2 separate regions of the Danio rerio genome follow, and region 2 is linked to region 1. Evidence: chromatin contacts called from public Hi-C data. All regions are on one chromosome and are shown on one strand. Each heading gives the region's core, a stretch centred on a gene start, on an enhancer-like site or on the middle of the called end of the contact. The rest is flanking DNA. Distances are from core to core; before and after follow the strand shown.

What was found. A called contact is a pair of places that touch in the nucleus more often than the background predicts.
Region 2: a contact with region 1 is called in a Hi-C map of an unstated tissue, with 2.9 times the contacts expected there. The contact joins the promoter of mid1ip1b here to the enhancer-like site in region 1. A contact is called at or near these places in 2 of 18 Hi-C or Micro-C datasets (caudal fin and an unstated tissue).

Annotation. Positions count from the first base shown.
Region 1 is chr22:10,913,043-10,917,154 of GRCz12tu, reverse strand. It overlaps a transcript of sgsh not described here. Among named protein-coding and RNA genes, the nearest start is that of bcor, 120 kb to the right of the region's middle. Within about 2 kb of position 2,029, at least 40 of the 62 cell types and tissues checked have an H3K27ac peak or open chromatin away from gene starts, as enhancers often do.
Region 2 is chr22:11,088,291-11,092,402 of GRCz12tu, reverse strand. It overlaps mid1ip1b (MID1 interacting protein 1b), which reads left to right and starts at 1,508. Exons shown (of 2, transcript NM_200832.2): 1 at 1,508-1,641; 2 at 1,972-2,721. The coding sequence starts at 2,227. The coding sequence ends at 2,670. It also overlaps a transcript of sgsh not described here.

The sequences.
Region 1 (4,112 bases), core at 780-3,279:
AAACACCTACTGGAGATTTTGGACGCAGCCTACAGTAGTGTGAATTTGGTGTGGCCTGGAAATATTTTTGTCAGAATATTAGCGTGTTGGTGGGAGGGTGGGTTGTTGGGGATGAGTTAGGACTATTACTATTAGAGATACTATTAGGGACCCACCAGAAACCACCCCAACCCCCCCGCTTTTCACTTTCATTTGTCATAGGGCCCGTACTGGCCAGCGGCGCCCCTGCTTACCAGTCGAAAAAATTGTAATAACAATGTCAGGTGTGTTCAAGTCATTTTTGTCAGGACTATATGGTCTGGTACCTACTTTTTCATAAATTACACAGATATATTGAGTAGGGTTTGTTAACTCGGTTTACAGAAAACGAAAAGCAGAGATTTTGTAACAATTGTGTTTTGTTATGACAACCCAAAATTGTTGACTTTGCGTTTATTAATTCCCTCCACTGATCTACATATGATAGAACAGGGGTCAAGAACCTTTTGGAAACTGAGAGCTACTTCTTGGGTATCGTTTAATGTGAAGGGCTACCATTTTGATACACACTTCCTAATAACAAATTTGCTCAATTTACTTTTAATTACATGTTATTAATAATTAATGATATTCATCTATGTGAAGACACTGATCATGTGAATGATTTCTCACAATAGTTGTCAACAATGATTGAAAACGGATACATATCAACCAATGCAAGTGTGATTTAAAAAGAATAGCTACAATAAATAGAAGCAGCTTACTGGTATGTGGTGCTATGGTAAACTAATTTTATAACAGGCCCACGGGCAACTCATGTGATCCTCATGGGCTACCTGGTGCCCGCGGGCACCATGTTTTTGATCCCTGTGATAGAATATATAATGCTATATATAATTCTCTATTATGCCTTTCACACTACGAGAGACTCATAGCGGCAAATCGACAAGCGACTGTTTTTTTTCTATGAAGAACGAACGACTTCTGGCGACCACCTACTGTTGGTGACCAGGTGGGTGTGTGGAGTGACGCAACAAAGTTTAGAATCCTTCAACTTCATGCAAATGAAGAGGGTTTTTCTTGAGCGACAGCCAATAGGAGCACCAGTAGAGAGCCTCTCAGCTCGCTCAGAGGCCGGTTGTATTGTCTGTGCTGTATATAGCTACGCAGACCTGCATTTGCAGCAGGTCAACATTCAGAGCGACAGGCAGCTACAAAGTCACTGCTAATGTGAATGAGGCATTATAGATTAGTGGCCAAACTTGGTCCTGGAGGGACCAACTTGCCTCCACACACCTGCCTGGAAGTTATTAGGATACCTAGATAAAGCTTGATTAGCTAGTTCAGGTGTGTTTACCTGGGGTCGAAGCTAAAATCTGCAGGACACCTGCACTTCAGGATCGAGTTTGGCATCCCTGGATTAGTGATTCTACAATGTTTCCCACTGACATGCCCCTAAACTCAGAAACTTGAAGTTAAAGAAAATGTTCTCATTCATGGTTACTACTTTGTAGTGGTGTTCGTGTAGATTCAACACATAAATATGATTTATCCAATAAGACTTGAACAGACCAAGATTTCACTTTCAGGTCTAGGGTCATGGCAGAGCAAATGCTTGAAAACAAAAACCTTCCAGACCAAAGTTAATGATAGTAAAATCTCAACATTTACAGCTAACGACATCTGCTTTTGAAGGTAACTCAATCACTTTGCTTCCACCAAAGCAACAACACACCTGTGCACCTGCAAGTATACGCAAGTGGCCTTAACCTCTTGACCCCGAGCAACACCAGCTCCTCTTTCCAGCCCTTCCAAACACTTACAGCCCTGCGGAAGCAGTGCAAGCGCTAAACTACTGCTCCATCTTTCCGTATCTCTCTCTCTCTCCCCTTCTCTCCCGTGGGTTCATTCATTTTTCATTAGCTGCGCTAACGCAGGCAAAACACTGTCTGTCTCTGGCTGCTCCGGCACACACACACACACACGCTTTCCCCTCCCTCTCAATCTCACTCGCTTGCTTTGTCTCTCTGGCTTGCTTCCTTGCAATCTGTAGCCTGTGCGCACACACATACACACTCAGACACGCTCCTTTTCCCTCTCGCAATCTCAGCCTCACACACGTCTCCCCGGTGCTCGTTTTCTCTGCCTCCCTCCTGCTCGCAATCTTTTTCACACACACACACACACACACAAATACACACACACACACACACACACACACACACAGGCACTCTCCCTCCCTTCCCGTGCTCGTTGACACTCGGCTCTCTCTCCAATGCCATGCCGAGGGGAAACGCTTTCTTCTCCTCTAATTGAAGCTGTTCCGTTGCCATGACGCCGCCCAGAGAGAGAGACACGCGGAGGACTGCTGATTGTTCAGCGGCAGCACTGTTTTTCTCTCGCACACACATAGACATGCACGCAGCGCAGGGCTGCTTTTTTCTGCACTATGATTGCGAGTGTGTGTGTGTGTATATGTCGGGGGAAAGAGTCATGGTGTTAAAATATTACCCCTGGCCATGACGGGCTTTAATGCCACAGGAAAAAAACAGCACTGGCTGGTTAGCCACATGACGTGATCAGGCCGCTTGATTTTCTAGAGGTTTGACTTCAGGAATAGGTTGCGCCTGCTTATGAGAGCGAATCAAGAAATATGCACTTATTTTTATTAAAATTAGGAACTTTAAAAGGTTATTTTGTCATCCATCATTGAAGTCCCCTTCATTTCATAAATAAACAGTACAACAAATCAACTTTAACTAGGGAATAACAAAATCAAATGAGAGTACCATCCAGGTATTAAAGTGCATCATTACTTTTTGGAATTTGGAAAGTACTATTTTTAAAAATGGAATAGAATCGTAAGGGGTGCACCTTAATATTTTTCTGCCTTTCACCATCACTATTCGTTTCTAAATATTCTGGAGTTCTAAATTCTTTCTGTTTCAATAAATCATTGAATTTTGTTTGCCAATGTCCACAAATTTGTCAAATGCAATATCACATTCCCAATTCTGGATCTTTTAGTCCCGGGACACCAAGCCGACGCCAAACAACTAGCACCAACAACACACAACTGTTTTGTTGCCTCGTGTTGGATCACATCTGGACCAAAAAGCTGCTTGTAAATACAGCAAACGGACTGAAGCAAGATCGTTGCTAGATCGGATACGTTTGCGGCCGGAAGTTAACCAGAATTATTTATATTTATTACACTTCCCATTTATTGTGTTTTATTAATGTCTAACTCCACGCCAACCCTAAACCCAACCTTCACTGTATTGTAAAAACAGTAGTTGTACAGATTATTTGTTGTCCAATAAATTACCCAATAAATTGTATTTTTTAACCACCCTAAACCCAACCATCACAGTACTGTAAAAACAGTAGTTGTATTGAATGCTATTTATGTTTCTATTAAATTACCCAATAAATTTTATTTTTTAATGCCTACCCCAACCCTAAACCTAACCATCACAGTAATGTAAAAACAGTAGTTGTACAGATTATTATTCATGTTATTTATTAAATTACCCAATAAATTGTATTTTTTAACGCCTACTTCCACCCCAACCCTAAACCCAACCATCACAGTGTAAAAATATGAATTACTGTTATACAGTGTCATTAAAAATGCTGCTATATTAATGTGCATAATCACACTTCCCGTCAGCCGCATATCCGATGTAGACTTTACCTGAAGCAAGAGCCATATTCTGCACCTGAGTACATGTCTTACACAGGAACCGTTTTCTCTTTCCGCAAAGAGAAATCAAACATTCAACATGCACAGACAAAGTGTAAACAAAGTAGGCATGGGCTGGTATAAGACTCTGATGGTCTGAACAGTATTGTAATTACTGCTCTAAAATATATTCTTTTTAAATGTCTGGGTAAAAAGCAACAGCTTTTTTCCACTTTGAACACAATATATTGTATTTTTATAAACATTTTAAATGCTTTGTTACAGTAAACATGTCAAATGAATTTCAAATTAATTATCTGTCTTCATTGGTTTTAAAAACACAGATTTCTCTACAGTTGAGAAACAAATGGTATCTTTGGATATCTTTTCTGCTAGAGATGCTGTTGTCCTAAAAAAAAAAAAAAAAAAAAAATGTACAAAACATAAA
Region 2 (4,112 bases), core at 259-2,758, 180 kb before region 1:
ATTATAACAGGGCTGCCAAAATTAGTTTAGGCTAGCATGTTTTCTTATGATTAATCGTCATTTATGCAGTTTTAATAACCATGTAGCTCACTGTAAAACTTCTTACTTGGTTAAACTTACATCTTCAAGGCAGCTGGTGAACTTGTGTTTGTGTTGTGTTGTGAGAGATTCGTTAATTTAACTTAAGATGTTGAGTTTCACAATATATATTAGTAAAACTCAACATCTTAAATTGAAACCAACAATCTCTCTAAGTTGAGTTTTAAACTAGCTTATTATTTTGTATTATTTGAAGTAAAATATAGTTCTTTTCGTAGGGTATCTATTACTCAAAGCAACAGCCTAAAAATACTTTTTATGCATGGTGGTGTTTTTTCTTTGATTTTTGACTTTCACCCTTTTCCCTAGAGTCATTATACATATTACATAATACATGCAAGTTTACATTTGCATAGTTCCACTGATCTGTGAAAGCTTTGCATACACAAGTCTCCTCGTGTTTTACCTTTGAGCATTCATTCATTTGAAATATCAAAGGGGGGACCACCTGAAACTGTCGCTTTCTCTGGCTTTTCCAGGATTCATTGGGTGAGTCTGAAAAAGATGTTAATATTTGTTTTATTCTATGAATGTCTAAAACATTTCTTCTAAAATTCCGATAAAATATGGTAATTTACAGCATTTTTTTACTATTACATGTTATACAATGTGGTCAAAATCACGGTTATTCCACCAAATATAAGGGGAAATGTAAGTAAATATATATTGATAATGTATAAAAAATGAACACGACAAAATTAAATAGATATTCAGTTATCATGCTAGAAACAATACACAAAAGAGAAAAAAATAGTGAAAATGAATCAATCTTTTGTGTTTTTGTGTTGTGAGTGGCCCACCCCCTTAGTCTAAAAACTAATAGAAATCTGAAAACATGATTTTTTTTGCAAATATTTTGAAAGTAATAGTAAAATTTCTAATTGTAGATATTAGATCTACAATTAATATCTAAATAATAGGAATATTATCAATGTTTCGGCTCCATTTTAATCAAATGCAACTAGATCAACAGCCAGTGAGAATGGTCAAGTGGTCTAATTTGTTTTCCATAGCTCGCGTAAAGCGAGTAGACGTCAAAAAGCACCAGAAATCTTCGAATAGTTTATATCTGCTGTAAATATTAAGTCTAAACACAATATAGGCTATAAAATGTGAAATATAATGAACGCAGAACTTCCGAGGTTATAAATATGCAGTCAACACGCAATGCTCGAGGTGCTTTCATCAGTCCGGTAGTTCCCTCATAGACTACCCCTCTCTCTCTCTCACACTGTCGTGTCTTTGACCGTGAGCTGCAGCCTTGGCACGGTGCCAGACTCCCATTGTGCCCTCTGATTGGCTGTTGAAAGGCGCCGTCCTCCTGGATGAACTCAGCGACTGGCCTCTGATTGGTGCAGAGCGGCTGAGCGGTTGTGGGCTGATGCCTCGCTCATGAATATTCATAAGTGCCGGAGAGCTACATGCGGCCTCACCCTCGCGCCGTTGCTAGACGAGTCTGTTATCTATCAGCGACTTTATCGCCGGTTTTCTTGGACTTTGCCGGGCATTTCAGGATTTAACAGAGGTCAAATACCAGAAAAGGTGGGTTTTGAGAAGCCTGTGTTGTTTCTTAAATTCGATAGACGGTTAGTTTGCCGGCCGGCTTTCCTTTAGCAAGGAGTGGTAGGAAGCGAATGATGCGCGTTCATGATGTATTCTTAAGGCACATGTCAATGTAAACCGACTGTAATATTAAAAATAGTACAACAATTTAATTCCTAATCATTTAGTAGACGTTATTTAGTGATTAGTAAGTCTGATCTTTGTATCTCTCTTCCACTCTACCTCATTGATATTTTCACTCTGATATTCATCTTGATTATGTAATATTGTGTGCTTCCCGTCTAATCTATCATGCTTCTGTTATTTCAGGTCACATTATCCGGTTACGACCTGGTTACACGTTTGATTGACGTATTGAAGCCACACCCATGCTTTAAATCCACCTGCGCTTTCAGAAACTTACTCTACTGAAGCGCACAGGGATCCGAGCACTGTCTGGACACAAATAATAGCGGATAAACCTTCTGTTTAAGCTATCTGGACCACCCAGCTCAAGAAAAACGGCTGCGTTTAACGAAAGCTTTGTTCTGCATTTAAGCCCTCCAGGTCAATAGGACAGCAAAGATGATGCAAATCTGCGACTCCTACAACCAAAAAAACTCTCTCTTCAATGCCATGAACCGGTTTATCGGCGCCGTGAACAACATGGACCAGACGGTCATGGTGCCAAGTTTGCTGAGGGACGTCCCGTTGGATCAGGAAGAGGAGAAAGAGGTAACCTCTTTCCAGGATGGAGACATGTATGGCTCTTATGTGCTCCTCAAATCAATCAGGAATGATATTGAATGGGGTGTACTTCAAGCCGAAGAGAGGCGTAAGGAGAAACATGGCGTGACGACGACATCCCTGGAGGTGTCTCGCATCGAACCAAACGATAAGGACTTGGAAAAGCTGTTTCATTATCATCTAAGCGGACTACACACAGTACTGGCGAAGCTCACTAGAAAAGCGAACACTTTAACAAACAGGTACAAACAAGAAATTGGAATTGGTGGCTGTGGGAATTGAGACGAACTGAAGTTTACAACGCCGTTGGACCGCAAAAAAAAAAAAAAAAAAAAAAATCACAAGGGTGCAGCAGGGGTTGAAGCCAAATGGGCCCCTCGTGGTTTCCATGCATCTTTAATTCCCCGGATCGAAAAAGACTAGTGCTCGATGCCGGTTCATAAGCACCCTTAATTCCCCTGCTAACATCCCTTGATATTGTTTGCACAACCTGGATACTAGCTTTTGAAATTTAATGCGACTTATTTAAATAAGCAAACACTTCAAAAGATATGCAAAAGATATTTCATGGACCGTTTTGGCAGTTGTAATAGTGTTGCTTCTAACGGGCTGGAGTCAGAATTAAAACCCCTAATTATGTAATAAAAAGTGCACAGTTCTGCGCTCAACAGCCGCTGGTACATCATGACTTCCCAATCGATGATGGAATCGCATGATAGATCCTACGGATGTTGAGAGATTCCTGGAGATTGCGTCATAGTTACTGTTGTTAAATGTCTAGAAGGAAAAAGTTGTCGTGTATTTTTTTCTATGGTCCCTAAAATAAACATTTTATAAATGCAACTGTTTACTCAAATGTGTGATTTATTAGTAACACTAAAACTCATGATTAACAATGAATCATTCCCTTCCAGGATGTCCTTGCGAAATATCACTATACAGTACGTCTAGTGCGCTTGTCTTATTGAGCTCAGCAAACACTAGGCTGTGTTGGCGCGCGCAGCTGCTGCTGAGGTCCGCAGAGGGATCAGGCACATTAAATTAAGACCTGGCAACGTCTGAAAGAGCTGAGCACCTGCAGTGCATTTTTCCGATTGGTGCTGCTGAGTCACTGCTTGAGCTGCACTTAATGACGGACGTCTCTAATCTAAGCAGCCCACACTGGCTTAATACCCCTCAAGAGACTAATGTTGAGTCTTCAAAACTAAAGGATTCATTTCCCAATGCCTGAGGTCTTGTTTTAGGCTAGTAACATGTTTTGTGGGGGATTTATAAATGTCAATAAAAGAGTTTAGATTTGCCTAAGACTGCTGAATCAAGCAAAAATTTCACGGTAAAGTCCTGTAATCCAATAAATATTTCACCTGAATTGTTAAAGATCTTTACAGTAAACAAAATGTCAAATGTAAACAAATTATATAGAAATCTGTGCGCAAGACAAAATATGTTTAGTTTAGTTTTGATGCTAAACCAAGGATGGGCAAACTTGATCCTGGAGGGCCGGTGTCCTTGCAGAGTTTTGTTCCAACACTAGTCAAACACACCTGAACAAACTAATCAGTGTCTTCAAGATCACTTGAACTCTATAGGGAGGTCTGTTTGAATAGGGTTGGAGCTAAACTATGCAGGACACTGGCCCTCCAGGATCAGGTTTGCCCACACCTGTGCTAAACGATGATTAGATAAATCAGGTTTTCCTTGAACTGGTCAAGATATTGTATGTA